Regions from separate parts of the Mus musculus genome. Here region 2 is linked to region 1. Evidence: chromatin contacts called from public HiChIP or PLAC-seq data. All regions are on one chromosome and are shown on one strand. Each heading gives the region's core, a stretch centred on a gene start, on an enhancer-like site or on the middle of the called end of the contact. The rest is flanking DNA. Distances are from core to core; before and after follow the strand shown. Region 1 overlaps Sgsm2 (small G protein signaling modulator 2). Region 2 overlaps Rtn4rl1 (reticulon 4 receptor-like 1).

What was found. HiChIP or PLAC-seq counts read pairs in DNA pulled down with a chosen protein or histone mark.
Region 2: a FOXA1 HiChIP or PLAC-seq map of pancreatic cancer cells shows a contact between it and region 1. The contact joins two enhancer-like sites. A contact is called at or near these places in 1 of 39 promoter capture datasets (cranial neural crest) and 1 of 115 datasets of contacts at active chromatin or transcription factors (pancreatic cancer cells).

Annotation. Positions count from the first base shown.
Region 1 is chr11:74,844,549-74,850,625 of GRCm38.p6, reverse strand. It overlaps Sgsm2 (small G protein signaling modulator 2), which reads left to right. Exons shown (of 23, transcript NM_197943.3): 23 at 1-1,362. Mnt (max binding protein) reads right to left here. Exons shown (of 6, transcript NM_010813.3): 6 at 4,901-6,077. Among named protein-coding and RNA genes, the nearest start is that of Mnt, 17 kb to the right of the region's middle. Within about 2 kb of position 2,240, at least 116 of the 459 cell types and tissues checked have an H3K27ac peak or open chromatin away from gene starts, as enhancers often do. A contact at or near this core is called in pancreatic cancer cells, where this site is marked.
Region 2 is chr11:75,217,391-75,223,208 of GRCm38.p6, reverse strand. The region is part of intron 1 of Rtn4rl1 (reticulon 4 receptor-like 1); the gene reads right to left. Among named protein-coding and RNA genes, the nearest start is that of Gm35169, 26 kb to the left of the region's middle. Within about 2 kb of position 2,293, at least 26 of the 459 cell types and tissues checked have an H3K27ac peak or open chromatin away from gene starts, as enhancers often do. A contact at or near this core is called in pancreatic cancer cells, where this site is marked.

The sequences.
Region 1 (6,077 bases), core at 991-3,490:
AGTGTGGGCAGTGCTGGCCCTGCAGGGCAAGTTGGGGTCAGGATGCCTGCAGATCACAGCTGGGTAGGAGGGGTCGGCCTCAGGAGACTGGCTGCCTTGGGGGACCCCTTTCTGTGTTCCCCTCTCAAACAACTTAGAATAGCCCCAGTGCCGCCTGCAGCCTCAGCCTGGACTGTTTCCCAAAGCCTCTTTCCTGTCAACCTGGGGCCCTGTATGGTTAGTGGGGTCTACAGTGGCCCGCGCCTCATCTAACAAGAGTTGCATAGGACCAGGGGCTCTGTGCCATATCTCTCCTGAGGCCTTCTATGGTCTCAACTAGCTGCCTGTTCAGGCATGTGTCCTAGGGGCAGGAGACCTTGGCTACCTCCCAGGCTCTCCTAAGACTCTGGGGCAGTCAGATGTGGGCCCTGGGTGAGAGTGGCCCACCTCAGCAGCACTGCCACAGCCTCTGGCCAGAGATTAACCCCATGATCTCCCCACAGTACACAGTGACCCACCCACTCGTGTGTACAGTGTCACTCTCTGCACCCTGCCCTTGCTTTCTGCACTAGAAATCCCTAGGACTGCACATAAGCAACACACTCGCCGCCCGCTGTGTGGTGTGGAGGGCAGTGACTGCGCTTGCCCTCCAGAACCACCCCAGAAAGTGTAGGAAGACAGTCCTATCACAACCTTCCTCCAAGGACAGGCCTGTGAGTTCCGGGGTACCTGTTACCTATTCCAGACATCTGAGTACCTGGGGCTGAGGGAGGTGGGAGTGCCTGGATAGTCCCAGTTCATCCCCAGGGAGAGGCAAGGCCAGCTCCACTTTCCATAGGCTTTTCAGGGTTCTGAGAAGCCTGAAGACCCAGAAGGGTCTCTGGAAGAGTTTACAGGGTTGTCGATAAAGGTCCAACCCTTGACCTGAGGTCTAGGCATGCTGTTTCTTTGTTCTGTCACCCCCCCCATGTCCCCACCATCTGAGCACATGTAAGCCAAGTCTGGGCCCTGAAGCCCACACCTGGCCTGGCTCCTGCCTAGAAGTCACCAAGGTCCACAGACTTGCTGCAGCTGAAAAACACGAGAAAGGACCAGCCGCATTCTGCACATAGCACAGCCTTCCCTGTCCCCTACCCCAACCCGGGTACTGCACAGCCTGTGTGGGGCCAGCTTACCCCATTGCCCACCCTTGTTCCTGACTCCTCAGTCTCCACCAAGCACGGGTGGCCAATGTGTGCCTGCCTTAGTGACTCTGGTTTTGTGAGGAGCAGAGTGTATGGGGTTTTGAGTTTTGTTTGTTTGTTCATTTGGTTGGTTGGTTTTTGTTTTGCTCAGAAACTATACTCTTCAATGTAACAGACTAATAAAATGCATTTGGCAATGCCTGAGGCTCTGATGGCTATTTGTGGGACTGGCTGGATGCAGTAGCTCATGTGTTAGATAGTTCGGTACATTCCAACATACAACAGTAAAGGGCGACAGCTTATAAATACAAAACAAAAAACAACAAAGACATAAAACCAAGAATGGTGTAAGAGAACCAAAGTTTTTCCTAGTGAAGAGCCACCAGTTGTGGGGCTCTGTGGCATGGGCTAGTTAGGAAGTCGGGTACCACAGAACAGTGGTCTTATACTGGCTTAACTTGTAGGGCCTCTAGACTACAGTTGAGAGGAAGTCCTTCCCGCTTCTGTGCTCCCTCCCCCCAGCTTACTACACCTCTCCACCCCCAGTGAACAAAGTGAGGCATGATCTCAGCGAGGAATGCCATGAGGCCCCAGCTCTCAGAAGGCCACCAGAAGACCTGCCCTCTGAGCCCCTCACTACCACTGAGCACATTTCTGAGATACCTGGATCAGTCTGGGGGAAGGAGCTAGAGGGTGCAGCTGCTGGGAAGGTGTGGAAAGGGCCTGCTTATAACTGCCTCGACCTTCCCTACCCTAGAGTGTTTCTGGTCATATCTTTAGCAGCTTCCTTTAACTCCTGCTTTCTGAGCAGTTTCCCAAAAGCTGAGTGTTCTAGTCCACAGTCCTGACAGTCTGGCACCAGCAACTATAACAGAATACAGGCCAGTGACCAGAGCTGGCCAGGGAAAACTGGGACACAGGAAGCCAAGGCCTGGATATGCCCTTTAGGGAAACACTCCCCACCTCCCTGCCTCCCCAGCAGGTTCTGTAACCTGGGTGATTGTTGAATCCTGCTGTGACCACATTCGCCAAAGGTCTGGGCAAATCAACCTGGGAGGAACCTGCCCCGCCCCTGTCCCCGCCCCGTCTATCCTCTCTGCTCCGCCTCCCTACTCTACATGCTAGCAGGCTATGTAGACACTACAGGGGATCCCACAGCCAACAGAGGTCTCCAGAGGGCTGGGCTAGCATTGGGCTTCATGGACACAGGCGTTGGTGAGTATTCAGGAGCTCTAAGCACAGGGAAGGAGTGGCTTGTTGCTCATCCCAAAGATGGATGGCCCAAGTCTCGGGTGGTCTTCCCAGGGCAGGGGCTTCATTCTATTCGCAGTGCTAGGCGCTGAGTGAGCACCCTCTGAGGAGTATTATTAACCCTAGCCTTCACCTGCGGCACCAGCAGACAGGACAAAGCTTTTCCTGATGCGACCAGCAGAGAGCGCTCACACCTCATGAGTCAGAATTGCTCATGTGGGAGATTGGAACTGACAATCAGCAGGGGACCCCAGAAAATAAGAGTCCAGGCTATTTACGGCCAGCACTTCTTTCCTGAGGGTAATGACGGCCCCACCCCACCCCACTCCTAGCAAAGGGACTGAGGGTTATATACAACCAGAAAACACCCACCTAACCCACACTAGACACAGTTAACAGGATCCTTGGTCTTGTTCCCCACCACTTGCCTCCAAGACAGCCCTGCTCAGAGCTACTTGGTCAGAAGTCCTCTGGACCCAGCCAAGGTCTCCACTTTTTTTTTTTTTTTTTTTGGTTTTTTCGAGACAGGGTTTCTCTGTGTAGCCCTGGCTGTCCTGGAACTCACTTTGTAGACCAGGCTGGCCTCGAACTCAGAAATCCGCCTGCCTCTGCCTCCCGAGTGCTGGGATTAAAGGCGTGCGCCACCACGCCCGGCCTAGGTCTCCACTTTCTAGATCCTGACCCCCAACCTCATTCAGCTCCATAGAGTGGAACAGAGTTAGGACCCAAAGTGGCTTTGCGAAACCCCTTACCATCTGTCCCCAGGTCCTGGGGGCTAGCCTCTGTTATCTATCCCCAGAAGGCCAGGTCAGAAGTGCCTAATGCTAAGGAAAGATATACTGAAGTGAGCAAGCAAAGGACTAAGTTTTGTAGTCTTTTTTTGTTTTCTTTTATTTTTCGAGACAGGGTTTCTCTTTATAGCCCTGACTGTCCTGGAACTCACTTTGTAGACCAGGCTGGCCTCCAACTCAGAAATCCGCCTGCCTCTGCCTCCCGAGTGCTGGTGTTAAAGGCGTGCACCACCACACCGGCTAGTTTTGTAGTCTTAACCAACAAGGTGCAACGGTATGACTTTAGCAAGTCATTGGCCATTTCTGATTTGCTCAAAAGGACTACCTCTTGCCTTATTTAACCGGCTTTTTTTTTTTTTTTTTTTTTTTTTTTTTTAAGATTTATAGCCGGGCGTGGTGGCGCACGCCTTTAACACCAGCACTCGGGAGGCAGAGGCAGGCGGATTTCTGAGTTGGAGGCCAGCCTGGTCTACAAAGTAAGTTTCAGGACAGCCAGGGCTACATAGAGAAACCTTGTCTCGAAAAACCAAAAAAAAAAAAAAAAAGATTTATTATTATATCTAAGTGCACTGTAGCTGTCTTCAGACACACCAGAAGAGGTCATCAGATCTCATTACAGATGGTTGTGAGCCACCATGTGGTTGCTGGGATTTGAACTCAGGACCTCTGGAAGTGCAGTCAGTGCTCTTAACCACTGAGCCATCTCTCCAGCCCCCTTCACTGGCTGTTTAATGAAATAAGATCATGTTTTGAAACGATGAGGACCTATACAGCCTTGTGTTGGGTCACAGTTGTGAGGCCAGATCCTTCATTGACCCAGGGTAAAGGCAGGCTATCCCTGATGTTTTTGTTTCGTTTTCTAAGACAGGGTCTATGTAGCCCTGACTGGATCAAACTCATCTTTTAGACCAGGCTGGCTTCAAACTCAGAGATCCACTTGCCTCTGTGTGTATGCCTCTTTCTGGGACTAGAGGTGTACACCATACCATACCCAGACTGCTTCCCACTGACCTGCCCCCGGCCTCCCTGCTCAGACAGTTTTTCCACTGTAGCTCTCTGCCTATCTTGGAACTCATTCTGTAAACCAGGCTGGACTCAAATTCAGAGAGTCACCTGTCTCTGCTTCCTGAGTGCTGGGACTAAAGACATACACCACCATTGCCTGATCTCTGTTTTGTTAAGGTGTGGGGAATGGGGTTTGCACGAATACATATTTGTACCTCACGTTCTGATCCCTGTAGAATTCAGAGACGGGTATAGGATATCCTGGAATTGGAGTTAACAGTGTGAGCCACTATTTGGGAGCTGGTGATCAAACTCAGGTCCTCCAAAAGAGCAGCCAGTGCTGAGCCATCTTCCCGGGCCTTAACAGGCTGTTAATTTTCTTATTTACATGTGCCTGCATCACATGCATGCAAATGCTCATGGGAACCACAAGAGGGAGTCAAGAGCCCTGCAACTGGAGCCTCGAGCAGTTAGCTACTTGATGTGGGTGCTGGAGACCCAACCTGGGTTCATGGTATAAGAGCACCACATGGTCTGGCTGCTGAGCCAGCTCTGGAACCCTATTACCAGGGTTTTAATTACTCAGGCCATCACCCAACCTCACCCTTCAGCAGCCTTCAGGGTGCCACCTCTTGCTGCTTCCCTGTGGGTCCCTGCCTCTTGAAATGAAATGACCCAGATGCTGCAGGCTTGGGAGCTCCGTCTCAGGTTTCAGTGCAGATTTATTTCAGTTTTATATTTTATTCCAGGCAAGTGCTTATTACATGGATAGTATTCATGTCTCAATACCTAAACTCAGAGCATGAACAGCCACTAGAGTACAGTTCAATAGTAAAAATACAATATGTACAAAATTAGGGTTTTTGTAGTTTTTTTTTTTTCCCACACAGCAGATGTACCCAAACACATAAAAATCTCTACAGTCTGGGGTCGCTACAATTCATATTTCAGGAAACAGAGACACAGTGACCAAGTCCTCACTGTAAACAAGGGCCACCTCTTTGGGGATTGGGAGTGGGACCCTGGGATTGGGGTGGGGGGAGAAGCAGCTGTTCCTAGAGAGAGACTGTGGTGACCCAACTCCCCTCCAGGTATCCCCTGCCCTTCTTTGGCCCCAAGGGAACCACTCTCCCCTTTTCCTCCCCGAGGTAAAGATCCCAGGCAGTGAGCCACTCCAAACAGCACAGGTAAAACACGCATGAGAGGTAAGGTGTGTGTATGTGTGTGTGTGTCCCAGGCTGGAAGGGATAGGAAGGGAAGGGCCAGGCGGTCCCACAGCGTGAGGACAGATGTGGTCCTAACAGCTCTCAAAGGGGAGATGCCCAAGAAAGGGCTGGGAGGTGGCTGCCCACTTGGGCACACAGCAGTCACAAACAACAAAAACAGCGACAACACCCATCACCACCAATCTGGACATAGTCATTCGGCACTAGATCTGGAGGAACCCCTGCCGGGGGGATGGGGGGAGGGCTGGGTGGATGATGAGGTATCTGTGCAGGCCTGGGGGCCAACACGATGCTGTCAACTCTGCAACTGGCCTCGAGACACAGAGAAGGGTTAATGGGACAAGTGGTCTGACCCAGCCAGCACCAGACTCTGCCCCTTGTCACAACACAGAGCAGAGAGTGGAGGTGGCCCCCAGAGTCAGAATGTGGGTAGAGGTGGCTGGCAGCAGCCACAGGAAGGCAGCCAGTTTGTTGGGATTCCTGTGCTGGGGTTGAGACCTGGTCCTAGCTACCATTCCCTACCCCAGGAGACAAATAATAATAATAAAGTGCCCTGGGAGGTTTCCAGGGCCAGGAGGACCTGTGAGCTCTGAGGCACCTGAGGAGTCATTATTTCAAGGGAGAATGTATTCAGGACCTTC
Region 2 (5,818 bases), core at 1,044-3,543, 370 kb before region 1:
TGGTCCTCCCTTTAAAAATGTGATTATATGAACGGTTCCATATGCATACATCATGTGTGTGCCTGGTGCCCTCAGAGGCCAGAAGATCCCCTAAAACTGGAGTTAGAGGCGATTATGAGCTGCCATGTGAGTGCTGGGAACTGAACCTGGAACCTCTGCAAGAAGAACAAGTGGTCTTAATCCCCCACTCCTTTCTCAAAGATGGGGTTCTCTGTAGTCCAGGCTTTTTTGTAACTCAGAATGTAATCTCAAAGAGCTTTGAGCTCATGACAATTCTCCCTCGACAATTCTCCCGCGTCAGGCTTCCGAGTACTGTAGTGGTAGGATTATAGACATGGGCTAACTCAACAGACTTATGCTAGTGAACTTCTAAGATTCAAAAAGGAGAAACAAGTAACTCTTGAGAGGTAGATAAAAGGTCAAGGTTATTATTGGCTACATACCAAGTTCAAGGCCAGCCTGGGCAACATGAGACCCTATTAGAAAACAAACAAATATAGAACAAAAACAACAAAACAAAACAAGACTTTCAGGTTCAAGAAGTGGTTCACAGGTTCAGAGCATATACTTCCAGAGGACTAGAGTTTGACTCTTTGATTCTCTGCACTCATATCACATGACTCACAACTATCCAGGACTCCAGCTCCAGGAGATACAATGCCTCTGACTCCTGCAGGCACCTGTGCTCATATGCAAATCCACACACAGACCCATAATTAAAAACAGTAAAACTAGGGCTGGTGAGACGGCTCAGTGGTTAAGAGCACTGACTGCTCTTCCAAAGGTCCTGAGTTCAAATCCCAGCAACCACATGGTGGCTGACAACCATCCGTAACAAGATCTGATGCCCTCTTCTGGTGTGTCTGAAGACAGCTACATTGTACTTACATATAGTAAATAAATAAATCTTTAAAAAAAAAAAAAAAAAACAGTAAAACTAGCTGGGCGTGGTGGCGCACGCCTTTAATCCCAGCACTTGGGAGGCAAAGGAAGGCGGATCTCTTGAGTTAGAGGCCAGCCTGGTCTACAAAGTGAGTTCCAGGACAGCCAGGGCTACATAGAGAAACCCTGTCTCGAAAAACAAAACAAAACAAAACAAAAAAAGGACTGGAGAGATAGCTCAGCAGTTAAGAGCACTGACTGCTCTTCCAGAGGTCCTGAGTTCAATTCCCAGCCACCACATGGTGGCTCACAACCATCTGTAATGGGGTCCAATACCCTCTTCTGGCTTGTCTGAAGACAACTACAGTGTACTCCTATACATAAATAATAATAAATCTTTAAAATAAAAATAAAATTTAACTTTTAAAAAATGAACCAGTAAGATGGCTCAGTGGGTAAAACTAGTTTCCATACAAGCCTGACAAACTGAGTTTGATCTTTGCAGCCCACAGTTAAAAAGGTTTGACTACCAAATGCAGTGCCCTTACTCACATATATACAAAACACAGAGAGATAGTCAGACAGACAGACAGAGAGGCAGACAGACAGAGATACTGGGAATGTCGTAGCTATTTGTAGAGTCCAGGACTAAGGTGTTGGGGGTGGTGGAGAGGCTAAATACTTAATTTTTGGTCTTGCTGAATACATGTGATAAATATTTCAAATCACTGCCATATTTAGTGGAGAAGTCTATACGTCCAGTTCCAAGTTCTGGGGATAATATTAAACCTCCTAATATCCAGAATAAAAGAATGGAGAGGAAGAGGAAGAGATGGGCAGGGTTAGAGACAGGAGCATCTGAGATAACAGCTCACTCAGTAGGCCAGGCTGGCTTCAGACTCAGCTGTCCCCCTGCCTCCACCTTCCCAGTGCTAAGCCTTTCTGCCTGGTTTCAGATACTCTTCTGAGTCACAATGCTTCCAAAGGTGGGCCTTTCGATCTGTCACACTGTTACTCTGTCTTGCTTTCTGTCACACTGTTACTCTGTCTTGCTTTCTGTCACATTGTTACTCTGTCTTGCTTTCTGTCACACTGTTACTCTGTCTTGCTTTCTGTCACATTGTTACTGTCTTGCTTTCTGTCACACTGTTACTCTGTCTTGCTTGCTCAAGTGGCTCTGAGCTGTGTCTCCAGGAATGGTGCCCCTCCCCCCTCCCCCCCCCCCCCCGCCCCCATTCTCCTTCCTTGTGTAGACAGAACTCCCTCCTTGTGACATGCGGCCACAATGGAGCAAGGGGCAGACTGCATTTGAGAAGAAAGTTCCTCTCTAAGTTCCAAGAGTGCTGACCCATGTGGGTTTTGGATGCCTGACCTTGGCCAATTAGTCCCTTGCTCAGTGTAACCAACCGAGTCACAGATTCAATTGGATCTGCAAACATTTATCGAGCACCCCGGTGCCAGCTGATTTCTGTCTGCTCTGTGAGTGCAATGAAGCTCCTCTCTGCAGATTGGAGTTATTTGTATTTCAAGGCAAAAAAAAGGTAAGTTTTAAGTACCTTTAAGGGGCAGTAATGGATGCCTTGGGCAGGGTGGGGCATGGGCTGAGGCGGAGGGTGAGAGGGCTGGGAAATGACCTATGAGTCAGGATAGCACAACCTGGCTGAACACAGACATGAGAAAGTGGACAGAGAAGTCAGATAAAACCTGAGCACTTTTCTCTCCCTTAAGTCCCCCACCACTTTCTTTTTAAACAGAAAAAAAAATGCATTCACATAGAAAAAAATTAACACAAAAGGATACCCAGTGAAAAGTAAGTCTCCTTTCGTCTCTCAGACCTCCAGTCCCCAGGACCTTTCTTCAGAGGCATCCCACTGCTAACTGTTTCTTTTGTGTCTTTCCAGAAAACGTCTATCACGTACAAGCAAATCTTTCTCTTTTAAAATCCAAATGTTATCACAGTGTATTAGCACTGCTCCTGCACTCGGCAGTACAGCTTGGCACTCAGCCCGCAGCAGAGCAGACTCACCCATCCCTTGGATCGCAGAATTGCAGTGTTCAGGGTGCTACATTTCTTACCAATCAGTCCTCCCACTGATGGGCGTTTAGCCTGTTTCCCGTGCCTGATATTATGGGTGGCGGTATCCCTCATACTTTCTTATTCAAATCTCTGCTCACTGGCTTGAGGGTGTCCAGGAGACAAGCTCCCAGGTAAGGGCCTGCTACATTGAGAAGGCTCCAGCTGTGAACAGCTGGAAGTTCTCTTAGAGATGTCTCTCCAAGACAAGTCTCAACTCCCTTCCTTGCATGCTCAGTTCCCGAGTGATATGTGACCACATCACAGCAAAGGAAGAGAATCTTTTTTCTGAATTTAGAGAGTCAATTTGTGTAGTTGGGGGTCCCGCTAGGGCTATCAGTCTGTAGCATCCTCAAGTTGTGGGCTAAGAGCAAAGAGAGAGATCAAAGTTTAATGATGCAATCAATGCCTGGCTATCGCACATGCTCTATCAGCTCGGGCTTCATCAGGTACTATTATTGCCATCGTGATGCAGGGAGAGCCCCACCTTGCCAATGGCAGAGAAAGCTCCCGGTGTGGGTCTGGTCTGTGCATCAAGTTGCTTTAAAGGCACCGAACTGGGAGCCTCCTCAGCTCTTGGAACTGGACGAGAGCTGAGACAGGCAGTTCCCACTTATCATGGCTTGGCATCTGGAACTCCCAGGCCTTTGCCAGTACCTAATAAACACCATACTTCATGCTTTGCCGCTGTCACCCACGCATCCCCTGATGCCCGCTGACGATGGCTGCCACTGCACACAGTCAGCATTTCACTTTTTATGACCTGGTTTGTTTTGTTTGTTTGTTTGTTTTCCTTAAGACAATTCAGCCTGAATGATGTCACTGTGACATAATAAAACCACAGTTTCGAGTTAGAGGTGAGGGTAAACATATAAAAATTATATAAAAAAGCCAGGTGGTGGTGGCGGCAGCGGCGGCGCACGCCTTTAATCCCAGCACTCAGGAGGCAGAGGCAGAGGCAGGCGGATTTCTGAGTCCGAGGCCAGCCTGGTCTACAAAGTGAGTTCCAGGGCAGCCAGGGCTATACAGAGAAACCCTGTCTCGAAAAAAAATTATATAAAAAATTAGCCTGAATATGGTAGTCTAATCACAGCACTAGGGAAACAGAGATATAATGAGACTCTCTCAATGAATCCGTGAATAATAAATGCACTGTCTTCATTTTGGGGGTCAATCAGACCTGAGTTCAAATCCTGGGCCTGGCATAACTCTCCGACCTTGGGAAGTCACTTAACTCCCTTCAGTCTTAATTCTATCACCTGTGAAGTGGGCTAAGAGCCTGTTCTAATAGGGATAGAGTGAAGAGTCAGAAGGATAATGAATTAATTATTTAAGAAATTTTTAATAGATGGGCCTTACTCCAAAAATGACCTCAGTCAGCCGCCGTAATGTATGTAGAGAGCCTGGCACATAGCAGCGGCTCAATAAAGCGTCACTCTCCTTCCGCTGCTCTCCTGAGAGTGGTCATTTCCAGAACAGAGTCCCCATCTCGAGGGAAACACTCTTAGAACTTCCATGGGAGGAACCTGGCCCAACTCTTTAGGGTTCCATCTCATTTTGAGTCCAAACAATTTTTTTTTAATCCCAACAACACATGCAGCTCACATTCTGGAAATCCCTCATCCCCTTTATGCACAACACAGCTTCAAATTACTTTTGGCCTTTTCCAAAAAAAAAATCAAACCCACCCTCAAAGGTCAAGGATTCGACAGTCAGTGCTATAAGAGGAAAACGCTGAAAATCTGAGGCAGTGTTAGAGTCAGCTTTTCTGAGGAAGCATGGCAGAACTGAAAGAAAAGCCCACATGTGCACGCCCACATGAATACACACACACACACACACACACACACACACACACATGTGCACACACATGCACATATAAACATACACTCACAAACACACATAGATACAGATTCACACTCTCACACATGCATATATACACAAACATGCATATACACACAAAATACACATACACAGACTTACACACATATACACATATAAATATTGTCACCCAAGTACATTCACACATATACACACAAACACAAATACAGGCAGCCAGGCTTGGTGGCGCATGTTTTTAATCCCAGCATTCAGGAGGCAAAGGCAGGCAGATCTCTAAGTTCAAGGCCAGCCTGGTCTACAGATCTAATTCCAGGACAGTCAGAGCTACACAAAGAAACCTTGTCTCAAACAAAGAACACATACAGGCACACATACATACACACAAACACACACAGATACACTCCCTCCCTCTTAAGCCAGCCCATTCCTTGAGACATTTGCATTGGGCCTTCTCAACGGGCAACTATACCTCAGCACTCATCAGTCCACGGCCTGAGTCTAGTCCTTAGCCTCAGGAGTAAGAGCAGAGTCTGTTGGGTCTGAGCACTGTGGGCTCCAGGGGAATTCTCAGATAGTAGGCTCAAGGACAACATGCCCAGAGGAAAGTGGTGGCCAGAGATGGAGGATGGAGTGGCTATCCCTCCTTTTATGGGAATGGTCAGAAAGGAGTTTGGAGTTTTGGGATCAAAGATGGATACCTTGGGTCTCCTCTGTGCCTGATTCCACTGTTTTCACTGAGAACTGCTGTTTTATCTGGCTGACTTCAAATCCCAGAGCTTAAGTGATTCTCCTGCTTCAGCCTCCCAGTTTTATAACGGTGTGATAACAGGACCTGAAATGCTTCCACAGAGGTCACTGGCCCAGTCAGGGAGCAAGTGGCCTTACCTCAGAATGCCCAAGGGCCCATCCCACCATCCCAGATACCTTGGGATCTTGTTTTCTTCCAGCCCCAATCTGGGAGAAGTTCCTGACCCTACCTAACTTCTTAAAACAAAACAAAACAAAACAAAACAAAACAAA